Regions from separate parts of the Mus musculus genome. Here region 2 is linked to region 1. A link is a contact called in public Hi-C data. All regions are on one chromosome and are shown on one strand. Each heading gives the region's core, a stretch centred on a gene start, on an enhancer-like site or on the middle of the called end of the contact. The rest is flanking DNA. Distances are from core to core; before and after follow the strand shown.

What was found. A called contact is a pair of places that touch in the nucleus more often than the background predicts.
Region 2: a contact with region 1 is called in a Hi-C map of double positive thymocytes, with 2.5 times the contacts expected there. The contact joins two enhancer-like sites. A contact is called at or near these places in 1 of 15 datasets of contacts at CTCF or cohesin (stem cell-derived epiblast-like cells), 35 of 484 Hi-C or Micro-C datasets (CD4 T cells, CD8 T cells, the CH12 cell line and 19 more) and 2 of 115 datasets of contacts at active chromatin or transcription factors (astrocytes and thymic regulatory T cells).

The regions. Positions count from the first base shown.
Region 1 is chr9:51,797,185-51,801,590 of GRCm38.p6, reverse strand. The region is part of intron 2 of Arhgap20 (Rho GTPase activating protein 20); the gene reads right to left. Among named protein-coding and RNA genes, the nearest start is that of Gm40520, 34 kb to the right of the region's middle. Within about 2 kb of position 2,255, at least 9 of the 459 cell types and tissues checked have an H3K27ac peak or open chromatin away from gene starts, as enhancers often do. A contact at or near this core is called in granulosa cells, where this site is marked.
Region 2 is chr9:51,907,060-51,911,465 of GRCm38.p6, reverse strand. No RefSeq gene overlaps it. Among named protein-coding and RNA genes, the nearest start is that of 4933407I05Rik, 5.2 kb to the left of the region's middle. Within about 2 kb of position 2,320, at least 34 of the 459 cell types and tissues checked have an H3K27ac peak or open chromatin away from gene starts, as enhancers often do. A contact at or near this core is called in granulosa cells, where this site is marked.

The sequences.
Region 1 (4,406 bases), core at 1,006-3,505:
GTAGTATCAAAGCCAAAGACACTACAGGTAACAAAACAAGAAAAGAAAACAAACAAAATACCAGGCCAATTATCTTTTAGAAATATAGGCCGAGAGACACTAAAAAGACCCTTCAAACTGAATTCAACAATAAGTCATAAAATGGCTTCATATCATGATATATAGTAGGCTTTGCTCAAGAATATAAGGTTGCTTTCACATGAGGTCAATGTAACCTGCATAGTAACAAAAGGAAAAATTAAATGATCATTCTTATGGTGATGCTTAAAATGTATTTGATAGGACATAATATTCATCAGAATCCATTTTAGGAAGGGAAGGCAAGCTTGCTCTCTCTCCTTTACTTCTGGGGAGATACCTGCTGATACCAGTCTCTCTGCTGTACTGCAGATCCTGACTAGAGAAATCAGAATCTGAGGAAGAGACAGAGAACGTTCACATCAGAGGGAAGCAGCACAGGGTTATGTTCATGGGTGGCCCAGTCTACGTAGAGTTCCACGGAAGCCACAAAAAATTACTCAAGCTAATAAGTGAATGTAGAAATACTTTAGAATATGATCACTATAAAAAGCCAAGTACATTTCTGTATATAGAGAACACACATTCAAAAGTGAAATAAAAATGTTATTTTTTGACTACAGTACTGTCAGTGAAAAGCTGTTCCTATTGTCTCAGGCCCAGTCTTATTGGAATTGCCAATCATCAGATTAACACATTTACATAGATGATTTTAGGGCCTGAAATAACCAGAAATATGGGGGGAACCCCATAACAGTGAAGCCGAGAGACTCACACACCTAGATTTGAAAAGGTTTCAGAGCTCTTATTACTGGGATAGTGTCATTTGGGCATGAATAGTATTGAGTACAGAAGAAGGTATGTCCAGGACACAGCAAAATGACTGTGTGACCAAGAAGGAAGGGAACTGAATACGGAGAGGGTTCTTTACGTGCAATAAACTTGAATACTGACTTTCATTGTAGATCATACATAGAAATGACCCAAAGTAGACCATATTTCTAAATGTAAGCATTGCTAAAATAAGGCACAAGAGGATTATCTTGACCTTACATTTAGCCTAAAAGAAAAATAAATAGATAAAAATAAACAAATAAAAAATGTTAATAATAAAAAACCAGAATACAGCACAAGGTTTAAAAAGAAACAAGCACTAAGCTGGACTTCATTAAAATTTACAATCTGTCTCTTTCAAGGACAGTGTTGTTGGGGGAAATCACCAGCTCTATGTTTAGAGGGGAGAATTCACAGGGCATGCACTGGGGCAAAGCTTAGCATACAGGTAACTCCATGGAGATCTGAAAACAGTCTACCAGCATTGAATCATGGGTAATAATGGTTCACATCTTCACGTGATCTTAAACTGCGGCTGGAGCTAGTGGGGAACGGGATCTGTAGTATTTCAGTGGCCATCATACTGGACAGTACAAACCATGGCATTTAACACTCATGACTCAACACTCCAAACAACTCAAGAATCAAGACATGTAAACTAGCATTCTACCAGAGAAGATACAGATATTCAATAAGCTGACGAGAAGATGCTCAACACCTTTAGTAACCAGATAGATCACAACTAAACCAACAGGAGATAAAATGGCATGATACAAAGAATACTCAACATTAAAAAGCTGGACCATACCTGGTGCTGACAAGGGTACGGTACACATGTAGCTCCTGGGAATATAAAGTGGTACAGCCACTCTGGTGTTTGTTTTGTTTTGTTTCTCTCTCTCTCTCTCTCTCTCTCTCTCTCTCTCTCTCTCTCTGTGTGTGTGTGTGTGTGTGTGTGTGTATGTGTGTGTTGGAATATATTCTTGCTGGGGAAGGAAGCAAGTGGAGGTCAGAATGCAATCTTCTGGAGTTAGTTCTCTCCTTCACCATGTGGGGTCCAGGTATCAAACCCAGGTTGTCAGCCTTGGTGGCAAGTGCCTTTACCCACCAAGCTGTTTTGCAGGCCCAAGGTCAACTTCTTTGGAAAATAAATTAACAGTTTAACTTACATCTAACTCAAAATCCAGATATTACACTTGTTGATACTTTAAAATGAAAGTACTGGAATACAAGGACTTGTAAACGCTGATAGATGGATGTATGAGGCAACAATAATTGGCTGTGTGCTAGAAATGCCTCTCCTATCTACCAGCAGTTAAAAAGGGGCGAGTGAAGGCGAACCCAGACTGCCATATGACTCAGCAGTAAAGAGCAGCACCGTACTTTTATCAATGTCTCAAAATAAAAACAAAACTCTGTGACATCGCACCAATCACTGATTATCTGCATGTGGGTGGAGGAACCACGAGAGGATAGGTTCAAAGGCACGCAGCCAACCTTTGGAGGTCACGCGTCTCTTTATTATTTGACTGTGGGGTTGGCTTCATGCTTGTACAGCAAATTAAAATTCATCATGTTGCAGGTATGTGTGCTTTATTACATACAGCTATTCAACAAATCTTAGCAAAATAACAACAACAAACCCCCAATAAAGCCCAAAGAAGAACACAGCAGAGAAGAGGAGAGAGCAACAAGGCTAAAGCTCACTTCTTAGAAAACACAAACAAAACAATGCCTTTGGCTAAACAAAGACGTCGGGAAATTATCAATATTGGGAACGAAAAGGGCATAGTGACAGTTCTGGCACACTTTAAAAACATCAAGGCATATTTTGCTTCAAAAATAAAATATTATGATTAAATTGAGGGCAAGGATGAAATGGACACAATCCTCCAAAGGCAAAAACCGACTCAGAGAAACAACCAAATGCTTAAATAATTCTGCATATTAACTATTCAAGAAATTAACATACTAATTTAAGACATTTCCAGACAAGAGAACACAACGCTTAAATAACATCACTGATAAATAGTAGCATTTTCCTACACCCTCAGAAAGAGGAGATGGCTTCTTTCCTCAGTTGGGGGGGGGGGGCGCACCATCACAGGGCTAAGACTGAGTGGCTTTCTCTAAGCTGCTCCCAAATCAAGTGGCCAGAGAAAAATATGAGAGCAAGCGGGAGTGGGTGTCCACCTTTACAGCCTCACTGCAGTGATGCCAGCCACTGCATTCTGCTAAAGCCGCTGGTGCTACAGGGCAGTCCTATGCAATGGCAATGACAAAGTCAGATGAGCCAGTGACTGCCAAGAGGCAGAAGTCACCAGGGGAGGGGCACTGCAGGAACCGGCTGACAAAAACAGACTAGAGATCCTACAGAAACCAATGTTCAGCTGGAAGACTCTTATCAGCAACCAATGTCCAGCCTCATCACTGAAAGGCTCCTATGTATTTCTCAGTGGTACAGCATACACTCCGATATTTTAAGAGGTGCCCAAATGTATTAAAGGGCATGAGTTAAATAGAAACAATTTTATACATGCAGATGAAACATTTTTCATAAAACTTAAAATGTTAAAAAATGTTTGTATATACCAAGAACTCAAGAAGTTAGACTCCAGAGAACCAAATAACCCTATTAAAAATGGGGTACAGAGCTAAACAAAGAATTCTCACCTGAGGAATACCAAAGGGCTGAGAAGCACCTAAAGAAATGTTCATCATCCTTAGTCATCAGGGAAATGCAAATCAAAACAATCCTGAGATTCCACCTCACACCAGTCAGAATGGCTAAAACTCAGGTGACAGCAGATGCTGGCGTGGATGTGGAGAAAAAGGAACACTCCTCCATTGTTGGTGGTACAACCACTCTGGAAATTAGTTTGACAGTTACTCGGAAAATTGGACATAGTACTACCTGAGGACTCAGCAATACCACTCCTAGGCATATATCCAGAAGATGCTCCAACATGTAAGAAGGACACATGCTCCACTATGTTCATAGCAGCCTTATTTATAATAGCCAGAAGCTGGAAAGAACCCAGATGTCCCTCAACAGAGGAATGGATACAGAAAATGTGGTACATTTACACAATGGAGTACTATTCAGCTATTAAAAATAATGAATTCATGAAATTCTTAGGCAAATGGATGGATCTTGAGGGTATCATCCTGAGTGAGGCAACCCAATCACAAAAGAACACACATGATATACACTCACTGATAATTGGATATTACCCCAGAAGCTCAGAATACCCAAGATACAATTTGCAAAGCACATGAAACTCAAAAAGAAGGAAGACCAAAGTGTGGATACTTCTATCCTTCCTAGAAGGGGAACAAAATATCCATGGAAGGAGTTACAGAGACAAATTTTGGAGCAGAGACTGAAGGAAAGACTAATCGAAAACTGCCCCACTTGGGGATCCATCCCATAAACTACCACCAAACCCAGACACTATTGCATATGCCAACAACAGCTTGCTGACAGAAGCCTGATATAGCTGTCTTCTGAGAGGCTCTACTAGTGCCTGACTAACACAGAAGTGGATGCTCAG
Region 2 (4,406 bases), core at 1,071-3,570, 110 kb before region 1:
AAAAGCAGGGAGATTTGTAAAGGATTGGTCTTAGTCAAGAGTCTTATAGATTGGCACTAACGCCTATTATCCAGGAGAACTTCCGATGAGTTACTCAGTCTTCTTACCAGCTGTGGTCCATTTGGACTTTCCATTTCCTCACAGATTTCAGTAGGTATTGTGTTTCCAGGAAGTTTTCCATTTTATCTGGGCTGCTATATTTGTTAGTGTGTAATCGTTTAGAATGCTCTCTTAGCATTCTTAATTTCATAGAACTAGAAGTTACATTTCCAAAATGGGACCTCATATAATTGCAAAGCTTCTGTAAGGCAAAGGACACTGTCAATAGGATAAAACAGCAACCAACAGATTGTAAAAAAGAACTTTACTAACCCTACATCCGATAGAGGGCTAATATGCAATACATACAAAGAACTCAAGAACTTAGACTCCAGAGAAACAAATAATCCTATTAAAAATGGGGTACAGAGCTAAACAAAGAATTCTCAACTGAGGAATACCGAATGGCTGAGAAGAACCTAAAGAAATGTTCAACATCTTTAGTCATCAGGGGAATGCAAATCAAAACAACCCTGAGATTCCACCCCACACCAGTCAGAATGGCTAAGATCAAAAACTCAGGTGACAGCAGATGCTGGAGAGGATGTGGAGAAAGAGGAACACTCCTCCATTGCTGGTGGGATTGCAAGCTGGTACAACCACTCTGGAAATCAGTTTGGCAGTTCCTCAGAAAATTGGACATAGTACTACCTGAGGACCCAACAATACCAGTCCTAGGCATATACCCAGAAGATGCTCCAACATGTAATAAGGACACATGCTCCACTATGTTCATAGCAGCCTTATTTATAATAGCCAGAAGCTTGAAAGAACCCAGATGTTCCTCAACAAAGGAATAGATACAGGAAAAGTGGTACAATGGAGTAGTACTTAGCTATTCAAAACAATGAATTTATGAAATTCTTAGGCAAATGAGTCAACTAGAAAATATCATCCTGACTGGGGTAACCCAATCCCAAAAAACCCACATGATATGCACTCACTGATAAGTGGATATTAGCCCAGAAGCTCAGATTACCCAAGATACAATTTGCAAAACACATGAAATTTAAGAAGAAGGAAGACCAAAGTGTGGATACTTCAGTCCTTCTTAGAAGGGGGAACAAAATACCCATGGGAGGAGAAACAGAGACAAAGTGTGGAGCAGAGACTGAAGGAATGACCATCCCGAGATTTCTCCACCTGGGGATCCACCCCATATACAGTCACCAAACCCAGACACAAGTGCTTGCTGACAGGAGCTTGATATAGCTGTCTCCTGAGAGGCTCTGCCAGTGCCTGACAAATACAGAAGTGGATGTTCTCAGCTAAGCATTGGACTGAGCACAGGGTCTCCAATGGAAGAGCTAGAGAAAGGGTCCAAGGAGCTGAAGGAGCTTGCAGCCCCATAGGAGGAACAACAATATGAACCAACCAGTACCCCCAGAGCTCCCAGGGACTAAACCACCAACCAAAGAGCACATGGTGGGACTCATGGCTCCAGATGCCTATGCAGCAGAGGATGGCTTTGTAGGTCATCAATGGGAGGAGAGGCCCTTGGTCCTGTGAAGGCTTGATGCCCCAATGTAGGGGAATGCCAGGACCAGGAAGCAGGAGTGGGTGAATTGGTGAGCAGGGGGAAGGGGGATTTTTGATGGGAAATGAGGAAAGGGGATAGCATTTGAAATGTAAATAAAGAAAATATCTAATAAAAAAGTAATAAAAATAAAATAAAATGTTTTATTAAAAAATGTTACATTTCCATTAAAGCTTTTTAGGCAATCTAAGTCTCTTTTCTAATAGGGTCTGACATGGAGGCCATGGTAGCACCTTCAGAGGGAGAAATGTAGATAGCAATAATGATGCTCTGTGGTGACCGTGTATTGTCTGAAACTATGTCACCATATGCATTAATTTGTTCAATCCTCATGACAGCCTGTGGAGGTGGAGAACTCATTTTCCCATTGACAGAATCAATGGTCACTATTAGTGGGTAGTCTGCCCGCTGCTACACGCCAGCAAGCCAAATAAAGAAAGCCCTTGTAAGCAGATTTCTGATTTTAAATTCTAGCCTTGTGGAGTGGGAAGGCACACCTAACAGAGTTTTCCTTCTGTCATTGCTGTGTAGGGAGCCTGCTGGGCCTTAGGTACCTTTAACTGAAGCTCAAACCACTGAAAACAGACCTCGAATTTGGTTCATTGCTACAGTTTAAGTCTTGGGTTCTGGAGACTGAGTGATGGAAGATATGACCACCAGGTGGCAGTAGCACACACAGACTCTAGTGCTACTCTGACAGGTCTCATTTGTGGCACATACCTTACCACAGGAAAGTATCTGTGAGAGTCTACAGTTACTGCAGGGGCCACTGCGCAGAAAAGGGAACTCCCAAGGGAGGGGGTCAGAGACCCAGCTGAAATGTCAAGAGTCTGGGTCAGAGAGCTCAGCCGAGTGACAGAGGCTTCTGGGGTTTGTGGTTATCAGGTCTTTCTTATCTATGGTTTGTAGATGTTGGATGAAGCCTCCTGGGTTCTGCATAGTAGACAGGCTCCAAATGGCTAGATGTCTGCTTATTTAGACTATGACTAAAAACAACTGGATGTGTAAAAATCTGTGTTTAGTGCCAGAGCACTTTTGAGCTAACAGGTCTCAGCCTGCTGTGAAGAAGTAAACAGCCCAGAAGCCCATAGGCAGAGGCCACTGTAGCTCTTTTGTGTTATGCTTAGAAAGGTTCTAATTGCTAAGAGAGAACTGACCTACAGAACAGCCCACAGAAACCCACCGATAGCTGTATCAGCCTTGTCACCCACAGTCCTTAGGAGATGAAAGGCATCTTCAGAGGCTGCAAAAGAAAACAAAATCCAGAGATTACCTAATGCTGAATACAAATGCCAAGAAATTTAAGCAATAATGTTTAGTCAGAGCCCTGCTAGTCAAAAGTAAATAACTAAACAAACAATAATCTTGCTTTGGAGATTATTTCTCTTTCTACTAGTACGTGTGATTAATGGGCTAAGTCACTGGCCAGTACTTTATTTTTACAAACACACAAGGGGCTCATAATCACCACAGCAGAAAACACTCTCATTCTGTGCCAGGGGTTACGCTTTTCTGGGTGAGATCTGTAGTGATGCTGGTACATGGTCCTCAGTTAGTGGTCTATGGTAGTAAGTATACACATTTAGAATAAGCATTTTTATAGAATGTCTAATTGACAGAAGAAGGTCCAACCCACTGTGGGTGGTGCCATTCCCTAGGCAGGTGTTTCTGGGCTGTTTGAGGGAGCGAGGCAAGCATCTGCCTGAGTGAGCCAGTAAGCAGCCATGCTCGATGGTTTCGTCTGCAAGTTCCTATAGCAAATAATCATTTTTCATAGCAATTTGAAATTGCTGGCCACTCCCAAGCATTATCTTTATACAAAAGGATCCGCCCCAAGTTGGAAAAACAATAACAAAAATTGATCCGTGTCCTAGTTTCATTTCTGTGGCTGTGACAAAATATCATAACCAAAAGCAACTCAGAGGAGGGAAGGCTTGACTGCAGGAACTTGAAGAAGCAGCCATGGAGGAAGGCTGCTTACTGGCTCACTCAGGCAGATGCTTACCTCACTCCCTCAAACAGTCCAGAAACACCTGCCTAGGGAATGGTACCACTCACAGTGGGTTGGACCTTTGATGTCAATTAGCAATCAAGGCAACTCTGTCTGTACAGACATGCTCATGGATAAACTGACCTAGGGAACTGCTCAGTTGAGGCTTTCCCCTCAGCGGTCCCTTTAGGCTGTGTCAAGCAGATAGTTAAAGCTAACTAGGACCATCTTTCAGTTCAAGAAGTTCTTGATGTATGGTTTTGTTACTTACATCTTACCAAGAAGAGCCAGATGTTCACAATGATGATTTTGGCACTCTGGGTTACACAACAGACAAGTTGGTGCTGTGATTTGGACCCAGGTCATCTGACTTCAGCTTCTAGTATTAGGGACCATGTTATATGCCCTTAGGACTAATACCTCAGCCTGTCCACAGACTGGTGATCTCTGTGTACTGTGACCATGGCAGTTTTGAACAAAGATCTTGTATACAATGACTCTAAAACACATGGAAATTTTGTAAGGCAGAAGTTAGGCAGGGTCGGCTGATGGGGCCTGACACAAAGGGAGAAGAACAAACATATCAGCATTTGTGTTAATGATGGCTCATGGCCAGAAAGTCAGGGGTTCCAACCACAGACCCGACACTTTTCAGCACTAAGCACAAATCACCATGGATCCACAGCTGCGATCAATCCATGTTTTCTCGCTTTGCGTTCAGGTCTGGTCTTTGGAGACTAATGTGAAGAGGTGTAAAAATAAGTTCTGTTGCTAGCCAGA